Regions from separate parts of the Mus musculus genome. Here regions 2 and 3 are each linked to region 1. A link is a contact called in public HiChIP or PLAC-seq and promoter capture Hi-C data. All regions are on one chromosome and are shown on one strand. Each heading gives the region's core, a stretch centred on a gene start, on an enhancer-like site or on the middle of the called end of the contact. The rest is flanking DNA. Distances are from core to core; before and after follow the strand shown. Region 1 holds the start of Prkch (protein kinase C, eta). Region 2 overlaps Rhoj (ras homolog family member J). Region 3 holds the start of Kcnh5 (potassium voltage-gated channel, subfamily H (eag-related), member 5).

Region 1 (3,510 bases), core at 412-2,911:
CCACTTCGTTGTAATTATCATTTCAGTGTCTCAGAGTGAGCACAATAACCCCGGCATCACAAAGACAGCGTGAGGATTAAGACATATGGGCGTTCTGGCGCTGTGTGAGGCACTCGAGAAATTTACAGTAAAAATTCTATCTCCAGGGAACTATGGGAATGGCAGCAGCATATAAGAAGTTGCGGGCAGCTAAAGGTCAACGCAGAGGGAGGAGACCCAAACCTAAGGTGTCTTGGCCACCTCTTCTCAGAGGAATAGTTTGGAAGCACCCATACACCCAGGCTGACTGAACTTAAGAGCAAACAGAGAAGTTTTAAACCTCTCACCCCACCACTCCCGCCTCCACCCTCGCCCCCAATCCCCAAGGGAAAAGCTAAACAAAACTCTGCCAGGGTGCAAAGCCATGCACTCACTCTGATCCCTGCCAGTGTAGCTTTTGTACCTCTGGGATGTAATGGATGTGCATGCTGAAACACGTGTGCACGTCTGTGTGGCTGAACCAACATGCATCCATAAACACTATGAATAATACTCGCGAGAATGTATGGCTTTCTCCTAAGAAGTGTTTGAAGCACTTGATTCAAACCATATCCCTTTCATATCGCCCTTTCTCTGCTTTTCTTTATATGAGAGTTGTGATTCCCAAACCCCCTACCCCGGGAGGAGGGGGATGGAACTCTGTATCACTATTGGGCTTCCCCTAAGTGCAAAGTCCAGGTCCACAAAGAGGACGGATTCCCAGAGTCCCACCTGCGCCCGCATACACCCACGGCTGTCGCGTCAACAGTGCAGGCCACCTGGGAAAGGACCGAAGTCTAGAGGGAATTCCTTCCCCTGCAGGGCGATGAGGGAGCGGGACTCTGACGAGTTTCGAAAATTAAAAGGAGGGAAGGTCCAGCAGACATGGAGGAGTGAGGCGATCGCTACTTACCCAGCCCTCGAAGGTGTCCGAGGTACCAGCCGTGCGCAACAGCTCCTGGAACTGCAGCGTGCAGTTGGCCACAAAGTGGTCATAACCCAGGGGCGTCTCGTGGAAGACGGCTAGCTCCAGGTGGCCGCCGTCGGTGACATTGGCGCAGAACTCCTCGTTGTAGGTGGGTTTGTTGGTCTTCTGCTTTGTGCTGGTCTGGCCCACGCGTACCTGGTCTACGCTCACCGTCAGGTAGGGGTCCAGCAGCTGGTGGCCCTTTTTGAAGAGCGAGTGCCGCAGGGACCAGCGGGTGGGCTGCAGCCCTACAGCCTCTCCGATGCGGACCCTCAGATAGCCATTGAACTTCATCGTGCCGGACGACATGCCGGCGCTGCTGCCGGAGCCCCGAGGGGGCCGCGCTGGCTGGCACTGGGGAACCCGGAGCCCGGGCTCAGGGCAGTCCTCTCCGCTGCCACGGGCGTGGAGGCAGCTCTGGGAAGAAGCAGCGCCCGAGCCCCCTGCGACCGGCCATTCCGCCTCCTCGGAGGGATCTTCCCCTCCCCTCCTTCCCTCCCGCCCTTTCTCCTGAGGTGGAAAGGAGGGGAGCCGGGCTCCGAGCCCTCGGCGGGCTGCTGGGCTCCCGATCGTCCTTCTGGAGCGCGCGGGGCTCGCCCCTTCTCCGGGGCCGGCCAGATAGTCTCCCCGGAGAGCAGGAGCGACCCGTCCGGCTAGCTCCAGCTTTGGCGTCTCTGCCCCCGCCTCCGCCCGTTCCTCCTGCCCCCGCCTCCGCGGGCTCACGCTCTCCCCCACTCGGTGAGCTGAGAACCAGGAAGCAGCAGCAGCAGCAGCAACCGCAGCCGCATCCCGGCCAGAGCCGCGCGCCGCCGGGCTCCAAGTTCTCAGAAGCCCGGTGCGGGCTGCCACGCCTTCCGGACCCCGGGGGCGTGGCGCACCGCGGGCAGCACCGCCTTGAGGGGTGGGTGCCGGGGTTACGCGGTGAAGGGGGCCCGCACTCCCCACTCACCCCAGGGGCGGTTCCCGCCCTGAGTGCTCGCGGATCCCTGCTCCCGGTGGCCGGGTTGGCGGTGCGTTTCGGGCTGGAGGCTGCCCTAAGGGGCTGGACAAAAAGAAAGGATTCCAGGCCCACCGCCAGCAAACACCTGAGGCGTGGGAGACAGCCGGGGAGAGAATTGGCAGGACGGGTGGATGCGGAAAATCAGCAGCAGGGAGTTCCTACCTCCCACCCTAAGTAGTGGCCTGGAGACCCTGCCGGAGGGTGACAGAGCCCTAGCCAGAGGCGGGTGTTCTGTGGGGAAGGGGAGGTCCCTTTCCTAATCTTTACCGGAATGGGTCATCCCAGGTTCAGCTTAGACTCATCCTGTTTATGTGCCTTTTCGGCAGAGAGTAATTAGTTGTTTTGTTTGCGTATTTTTTTAATAGGGCAATGGTAATGATGGAAATCCTGTACTCCTTCCTGGGAGAGGTGTGTCACTGCACAAAGAGCAGGAAAGATTGGTTCTGCTGGAGACTGACAAGGCCAAGATGTAATAAGTCCCTTCCTCCGCAAGAGGCGGTTTGCTGGTCCACCTAGTCCTGCATTATAAGGGCAGCAAAGTGTTCACATGCGCCACCCTGACACACAGTGGCTTTCAGCTGCCTCTTCTAGGAACAAACACTCTAGGTTGTTATTGTCAGAGTGGGCAGACCCTAAGTTTACCCATCTCGTGACTTCTACAGGTTTTGTCTCCTAGGAACACCTTTTGGTCTAATCCATTCTACCATAAAGCTTGCTCCCTGAGGGCCAGCCGCAACCAATATGTCTCCTATAAAGTCCAGGCCATTCTTAAGACGCTTAAGGACGCTCACCATACTCGTTCTTACTGAACAGGCTGGTTGGTCGTCTGTCCCCTTTCTAGCACATGGTTTGGCTTGCTGAGAAGGTTCTGGGCAGTTTCTCATTAGGGAGTTGAGACCTCACCAGTAACAGCTTCACACTATAGGATGAGATGGAGAACAATGGGCTGGCCGGATGGGCCTCTCTTGGAAATACCAAGGCTTCCTGAAAGAGTGGGGCAAGGAAGTAGAGGGTCACTTCAGTTCAGGCAGAGCTCTCCAAAGTGTGCTAGCAACCCGTTTGTAGAGGTAGAGTCGGCTGGGTGAAAGCAACTCTGACTTCTTCCCTAAAGAGCTGGACCTGGCTCCTCCAGAGAGCTGCCGGTTCGCCTTAAGAACCACGAGGGCTCCAAACTTTGTCTCTGCAACTCCTTCCGTGGATATTTTATTCCCTATTCTAGGGAGGAATGAAGTATCCACGCGTTGGTCTTCCTTCTTGATTTTCTTGTGTTTTGGAAGTTGTATCTTGGGTATTCTAGGTTTCTGAGCTAATATCCACTTATCAGTGAGTGCATATCAAGTGACTTCTTTTGTGATTGGGTTACCTCACTCAGGATGATATCCTCCAGATACATCCATTTGCCCAAGAATTTCATAAATTCATTGTTTTTAATAGCTGAGTAGTACTCCATTGTGTAAATGTACCACATTTTCTGTATCCATTCCTCTGTTGAGGGACATCTGGGTTCTTTCCAGATTCTGGCTAT
Region 2 (3,510 bases), core at 694-3,193, 1.8 Mb before region 1:
ACAGATGTTGGACGCTTTTGTCTGTCACCAGGAAGCTTGTATAATGTGGAATGAAGAAAAACGTGTGGATTAGCTTAGACAAGAAAGGACGAAGCCCAGGCGAGGGAAAATGATCATTCAACCAGAAGGAGAGAGAATTACTTTTAAATCTTTGTCTCTTGAGATGTGTGTGTGTGTGTGAATGTATGTATGTGTGTGAGAGTGTGTGTGTATGAGTGTGTGAGACACTTGTGTTTGTGTGCATGTGTGTGTGTGAATGTGTGTGTTAGTGTGTGAGAGAAAGTATGTGAATGTATGTGTGAGTATATGTATATGAACATGTGTATGTGTGTGTGAGAATGTGTGTATGTGAATGTGTATATACCTGTGTGAGAGTGTGAGTGTATATGTATGTCAGAATGTATTTGTGTGTGCATGTATGAGAGTGTGTGTATGCGTGTGTGCAAGTGAGTGTTTTGTGTGTGTGTTTTGTGTGTGTGTGTGTGTGTATCAGAGGAGGATATCAAGTATCCTGCTCCGTCACTCTCTGTCCTGTTCCCTTGAGGCAAGGTCTCACTAAACCTGGAGCATGCAGCTTTGATTGCACTGGTTGGCTAGTGAGCTCTTGGGATCTGCCTGTCTCGACTCTGATGCTAGGGTTACTGGCTTCTTTGTGGGTGCTGAGGATTTGAACCCAGGACCTTATGTTTGTAGAACAGGTACTCTTACATGACAAGCCCTCTTCCCATCCCTTGAGGTGCATTGTTTTTCTTATTCTATGACCTTTATACCCAGCCCAGCAACAAGTTGGCTGAGCTAACAGTCCCCGAAATGGGATTGTTGAAAGGCCACATATATAAAGACTCAGTATCGAATGAAATTGTTTTGATCACATCCTGAAATTTATTTCAAAATTCTTCCTACAGACAGCAAGTCCTTTTTTGGTAAGTGTTCTTTTCTGACAAGAATGGCTATTTTATAAGTCAATGGGAAATATCAAAGGCCAGGAATTGAAGCCATCCGTGCATGATGAAAATCTACTTTATGGACTTTGTTTTGACAATGGTTTGGCCTTTAGATTTGGAGAAAACGTCAAAAACTTATTAAAAACAGGATATGAGAGAGAAGAAAAGGGGGGTGGGGAATTTTTTTTCCCTAACAATGACATGAGATGTCACCTGCTGCCTTTGGAAGTTGACACGCACACATATAAAAAGCACAGCAAGTAAATGAATGTGCTTGCTTGTAATGCTTGCTTGTAGTGTGATGGCTCTGTCCGTTATGCAGAGTGGGGGAGAAAGCCTTAGAAAGTGCGGTAGGCTATTGCCTTTGGACAAACTTCTCACGAATAATTCCAAAGCTCCAGATGGATTCTGAAAATTCCAGGAGTTTGGCTGACTCCTGTTCATTCACTCTGGGACCCTGAGAGATGAGTGGGGACTTGCTGCCTCCCTCCCCACAGTGCTGCCAACCCACAGTGCTTTAGCATATTAGCCTGTCAGCCTGCCAGCCCGGGCCTCTGAATGAGGCAGGAGGAGCCCAAACTTGTCTCTTCCAATTCTGACAAGGGGAAAGATAACGAGACAGTCCATAAAGGCATTGTTGTGTGAGGAGGTTAACATAACATTTGGGTGTGCTGATCGTTCCAGGAAAAGTAGCCAACGGATCTTGGGTGTGATTTGGGATGTTCCGTGTGAGAGACACACAGAGCCCAGTTCTGAGGCGATTGTTTTGTCAAGCTCTACGTGCTCAGGGGGTCAGAGAGGAGAGTTTGTCCTGGTTCAGGGAAAGGGCACAGTCATGTTAAAAAGAATGCTCAAAAAAAATTCATTAGGGTCACCAAAGATTGAAAAGGAAAATTATGTCAAGGAAACACAGCCTTTATTGTTTACAGTGGTGCCCTTCCCGGGTCCTCGGAGTCAAATGACTTACTCAGCTAAGTATTTAGGACCCATCTGCAAAAGCTCAGAGACTCCTCAGTTAGGCACACATGTGTGCAATCTGCAGCAGGCTTGACCAAACTGACACCTTTCAAGGAAGTAAGACAAAACAAAGGAGAGATTGAGGCTGCAGACAGAACACCTTTCTGTTAGTTTCTTACAACACTTAGGGTGCATTGTTCCCAGGACTGGGAGATATGCCACAGCGGTACACAGCATACAAAATCTGATGGGAAGAAATGAAAACAAGCCAACTTGTAACAGGCCAAATCAAGAGAAACAGCAAGCTAATACTTTCCTCTTCCTTTGACTGGGGTGGGGTGCACTGAAGAAGCACAGTAGTATCTAGAAGGGTTGGGGACTGGAGCCAGGCTGGCCGCACTCTTGCCTGCAACGGACAAAGCCTAGACTTTGAGTCTCAGCTCTGTATAAAATCAGATGTGCTGATACCAGCAAGAGGTAGAGGCAAAAGGATCAAGGTTATCCTTAGACATATGTAGAGTTCAAGGCCAGCTTGGGCTACATGAGAATGTTCTGAAAACCCAAACAAACAAACAAACAAAAAAACAAAACAGTGGCTAGAAGGAACAGAGGCAAATGTCTTCCCAGCTGCAGGCAAGCCTGAGGGCAAACAGGCCAACAGGGATAGCCTGCAGAGCCGGAACTTTTGGTATGTTAGTTCATGGTGGTGCCACAGGAATCCAAGGAAGTAAGACTTGTGCCAACAGGCCCAAAGAACTTGGGGAGACAAGGTGCATCCATCTCTCAAACCAGGGGAGGGAACCACTCTGCTCTACTGTTCCTAGAAGTCTTTGCAAAAGGAGTCCCAGACTGAAGAATTTGTTTGCAGACTCTAGGAAGGAGGCAGAGAACACTGTGGCCAGAGCATCAACTCAGACCCTCTCTCTGCCACTCACCTCTCTAAACCTCATTTCTGTCTAGGAGAGTTTGAACAATTATGCACACACTGCAGAAGGTGCTTCAAGGATTAACTATGGGGAAGCCTGTGCCACGCCCAGGACCAGAGCATCACTACATAGATGCTAGCTATTATAATGAAGTATCTGACAGAGGAGCCAAAGACTGAGAACCTAAAAACGTCTCTGTAATTACGTGAGTCGTCACAAAACCAGTTAAAAAAACAAAACAAAACAATCTCACTTGGTCTTCTCAATTGGCTTTCATATGCTCAACATGATTGTAAACCAGAGAGCAGTTGCTAGGAGAGGCTGTCAAAAGGTAATCAAGCGATGAGCCCTGCCACTGTTCTTAAAATAAAGCTGAAATGAAACCGGAGGCTTTTGGGGTGACTCATTATCACAGGGGAAACAAAACAAAACAGAAACAAACAAACAAGCAAACAAACAACCGAAAAGCAGCTTTCCAAGCTCGGAGCGAGGCTAGGAAGTCATCAGATGAAGGCAGGGGCAGTCCCAGAGGCAAGGAAGGAACACAGAGAGCAGGCTACTCCAGAAACAGTGGGCTCTTCTGCCAGGAGCCACATACAGTTACACACACTAACATGTACGTTAGTGAGAGCATCTGAGGTTGGACGTTGGAGGAGAAGCCGAAGATCCACTCATTTTCCCAG
Region 3 (3,510 bases), core at 597-3,096, 1.6 Mb before region 1:
GCGTCTTAATGGAGTCCGAAGAGTTTCCTCTTTGGGAAGTGTGAGCTAATACACCCACAGAGAACTGATTAGGACGGGGATATTTATATTAGATAGGAAACGCTGGGAAGCTGAGACTTCAAATCAATACCCAGAGGCGAGATGTGGGCAGCTGAGGATGTGCAAAAGAACATATAGGCTGAAAATATTCCCCGTCAACGTTGATGGTAGAATTGCCCTATCATGCTACAAGTCAAGGATAGAAACCTTGCATAGAGATGCTTGTATTTTCAAGTATTATGTCTGTATATTCAGCACTCCACCAACAGCTGAGTAATCTGGGATCTTTTAGAACAGGTCATGTAAGACACAGCAGAAGGGGAAATGAAGTATGTGTTTAAAATTGGGGTTGTAGTGATGGGTCTGGTTGTGAAGTCCTTGTTATTCCTGTGGCCCAACCCGTTTTCATTTTCCCTCAGAAGGAATCTCCATGGAGCTAACTTTTGGCATGGCCACCTTTCAAATTTGTGCAGCTGCCCTGGCTCTGGGTGGGGAGCGGAAATTTTGGAGGAAAGAAAAATTACCGTAGGGTAAAACCTGGATCCTGGCTTTACATTTAACTCTCTGCCAGAGATAGATACATAGATAGGTAGGTAGGTAGGTAGGTAGGTAGGTAGGTAGGTAGGTAGATAGATAGATAGAGCGAGCAAGAGACAGACAGAGACAGAGACAGACAGAGAGACAGAGAGCTAGGGAGAGCACTTTAAAGGCCAGTGAATGGAGGAGTATTTCACTGTCACAGGCCCGTAGGTAGCAAGTAGATGCTGCTGCTCTTACTCTCAGGATGCCCTCTGTTTGACAGGCAATCATTTCCACAAAGATTACCTCGCCCTGGGTAGCTTGACCCCAGCAACCAAGATGTATCATTCAACTAACCTTTACCCTTTGCCCCCTGCCTCTCCCCCAACTCAGAGCCTTTTCTGTTCCCAGAGGGTTCTTGACTCCACAGGCCCAGGTGGAGTCTCCTAAAGGGAAGTTTAGGGTTGCCCTACGCTTGTGGCTTGGGTATCATATTTAGGCAGAGGGTTTATTACCAACAGATTGATAAACTCCATCCTCAGAGTTCTTAGCGCCCCTACTTAGGGATAAGGCCCCCAAATTTGCATGTCAAGACTTCTTAGGGGATGCTAATGCTGTAGCCTGGAGCAAAAACAGCGCCTTTCACAAAAGAAGGGGCTGCCAAGCTCTTTGGGCTCCCCCTTTCTTTTCATGTCTTCCGGTCCCTTTCTCACTTGTGGAAATTTCCCTTTCGTGTGGCTGCCCCCTGCTTTTAGACCGCTTTTTAACAGTCCCACTCCGGTCCAGGTCCTGAATGTAGAGGAGGGCGGCCTCTCCCCAGCCTTGCGCAGCTTTATTCTCTCAGCTTGTACCACTTTTCCACGCAAGCGCTGCCGGTTGCTCGCGCTCTTGTCTGAATTGTTGACTCTCTCTTTGGACTGCTAGCATCGAGCATTAAGTGAACTCTTATTTTTCTTTTTTCTTTTTTCCAAGTTTGGGTAGGGGGATCCGGTTTCCTGTTCTCCTGTACTTAGCAGCCCTGGGGTAGCTCTCCAGAGGCTGTGTCAGAGCCAACCTCCCTCCCCACCCCTCGCGCGCCAAATCCAGCCTGGGGCGCAGGGCCATTCCGGGTGCCAGCTCTGCTCTCATATTCCATCTGGCTTCTGCTCCAAATAGTGGGGTTTCTCAGGGTGTAGAAAGCTCCCGTGTGGAGGCTTCAGGCGCCAGAGCCCGGAGGGGGGCGGTAGCAGCGTCAGGTGGCTGCTCCGCGTCCCCGAGCGCCACCCAGTCACTTCCTACTCGGCGCACAGTCTGGGCTAGAGCAGGAGCCCTCTTGCATCTCAGCCCCAGGACCCGAGTCCTCCGGAGCTGCTGGGGTTTCGGACAGCGGCAGCAGGAGAAGCTGAGATGTGACCTGCTCTCCCCAGAGATTGCCATTTCCCTCTCTGGTGCCTGCCTCGCGAACAACAGCCCGCACCAGCCAGCGAGCACTTGTCTGGATCTTCCTGGAGAAAGGAGCAGCCACTAGGCGCTCGCAAAGCCTGGACAGAACTTTGGCTGCCCTGGGTAGCTGTGAAACAGCTGAGTGAGAAGGGTGGGCTAGGAGACCAAGGGAGCAGAGAGCTAAGGAATGGGGTCTTAGCCTGGGCTAGGGGTGGGGAGAGGGAAGTCGAGTTGCTCCTCGCTCTCTCCCAGAGCCCGGGCGCGGGGCAGAGGGAGAAATGCTGAGCCCGCGTCCGGGCTCCTGCCTCCCCGGCAGCATCTTCAGCAGCAGCCTCAGCATCAGCACCGGCGGGACAGCGACAGCGGGGGCGGCGCAGGCGCACTGTGCCCGGCGGAGCCTGCAGTTCCCCAGCCCCGTGTGCGGCACCGCCACAGTCTGGGCAGCGGCGGCCGGGGGAGCGCTACTACCATGAACTGCTTGGTCCTCCTTCCCAGAGCTGCTCATCCGGGTCGGGCTGGAGACACACTCAGGGGACCCCGCCGCCGCCGCCGCGCCCCCTTTTCTTTCAGCACCATCTCCACTACCTTTTCCTCCTCTTCTTCCACCTTTTCTTCCTGCTTCCCCCCCTCCCCCGCCGCGGATCCTGGCCGCTGCTTTCCAGACCCAGGATGCCGGGGGGCAAGAGAGGGCTGGTGGCTCCGCAGAACACATTTTTGGAGAACATCGTCAGGCGCTCCAGTGGTAAGGAGAGTTGCAGTTCAGAACATTCCCTACCTTCATCCCGCCCACGGCGCCCCCGTCCTGCCCATCCCATCCCTCTTCTAAGGGGGGAGGGGGTGTAGGCAGTGGTACCTGGTGGCTTAGGGTGGGTGGGGGCCGGGAAGGAGGTGGTGGAGGGACTTAAGTTGCATCTGTTTCCTAAGAGAGATGTACCCCCTCCCACCTGTCCAGACCTTAGAGTAGGAGCTAGGAAAGGGGGTGGGTAGAGCGGAGGTCCATCAAAATAGCTTTGAATTTCACTTTGATGATGAATCGCTCCTTGTCCCATCGCTCCCCAAACAAGCTGCAAGCGCTGACCAAATTCTTAGAGCCAGTTTTTGGAGGAAGCTTTCCTTTTAAGTTGGGAATGACTGGGAAAGTGGCCACTTCATCAAATTTAAGTCACTAGGATGGCTTTTGGACCCACTGTGCACAACTGAAAGTACCCTGCCTTAGGGCGAGTAGTCGGAATTGAATCCTAAACAGTCAGTGCTTGGAAAATGGGAAGGCAGTTACTCGGATCAAATTTGGTTTAAAGTTTCACGTTTTATTTGTTTTCTTCATTGCGTGTTAGTTTATAGGTTATATCTTGCCTATCGCACTTGACCAGAAGAAGGGTAAAAACAAAGCCATAGTTTCTGTACTTTCAATGCACTTGAAAAAAGATTTAAACAATACCACTCTACCTTGCTCCTGCACATGAAGGCGCCCTGCCTCTGACGTGCCTTTAAAATACCATCCATTTATGCGTGGTCGGATTATACAAATTT

The links. Promoter capture Hi-C pulls out the DNA fragments that hold promoters and counts their contacts. HiChIP or PLAC-seq counts read pairs in DNA pulled down with a chosen protein or histone mark.
Region 2: an H3K4me3 HiChIP or PLAC-seq map of embryonic limb bud shows a contact between it and region 1, with 9 times the contacts expected there. The contact joins the enhancer-like site here to the promoter of Prkch in region 1. A contact is called at or near these places in 4 of 39 promoter capture datasets (the 3T3-L1 cell line, hippocampal neurons and liver) and 3 of 115 datasets of contacts at active chromatin or transcription factors (embryonic forebrain, embryonic limb bud and stem cell-derived neural progenitor cells).
Region 3: a contact with region 1 is called in a promoter capture Hi-C map of hippocampal neurons, with 6 times the contacts expected there. The contact joins the promoter of Kcnh5 here to the promoter of Prkch in region 1. A contact is called at or near these places in 3 of 39 promoter capture datasets (the 3T3-L1 cell line, hippocampal neurons and liver) and 2 of 115 datasets of contacts at active chromatin or transcription factors (astrocytes and stem cell-derived neural progenitor cells).

Annotation. Positions count from the first base shown.
Region 1 is chr12:73,582,947-73,586,456 of GRCm38.p6, reverse strand. It overlaps Prkch (protein kinase C, eta), which reads right to left and starts at 1,661. Exons shown (of 14, transcript NM_008856.4): 1 at 932-1,661. The coding sequence starts at 1,294. LOC115488016 (collagen alpha-1(I) chain-like) reads right to left here and starts at 2,779. Exons shown (of 3, transcript XM_030247047.1): 1 at 2,690-2,779; 2 at 2,148-2,246; 3 at 1,322-2,027. The coding sequence starts at 2,779. The coding sequence ends at 1,362.
Region 2 is chr12:75,395,309-75,398,818 of GRCm38.p6, reverse strand. All of the region lies in intron 4 of Rhoj (ras homolog family member J), which reads right to left. Among named protein-coding and RNA genes, the nearest start is that of Gm34613, 19 kb to the left of the region's middle. Within about 2 kb of position 1,943, at least 30 of the 459 cell types and tissues checked have an H3K27ac peak or open chromatin away from gene starts, as enhancers often do. A contact at or near this core is called in embryonic limb bud and stem cell-derived neural progenitor cells, where this site is marked.
Region 3 is chr12:75,175,668-75,179,177 of GRCm38.p6, reverse strand. It overlaps Kcnh5 (potassium voltage-gated channel, subfamily H (eag-related), member 5), which reads left to right and starts at 1,846. Exons shown (of 11, transcript NM_172805.3): 1 at 1,846-2,722. The coding sequence starts at 2,650.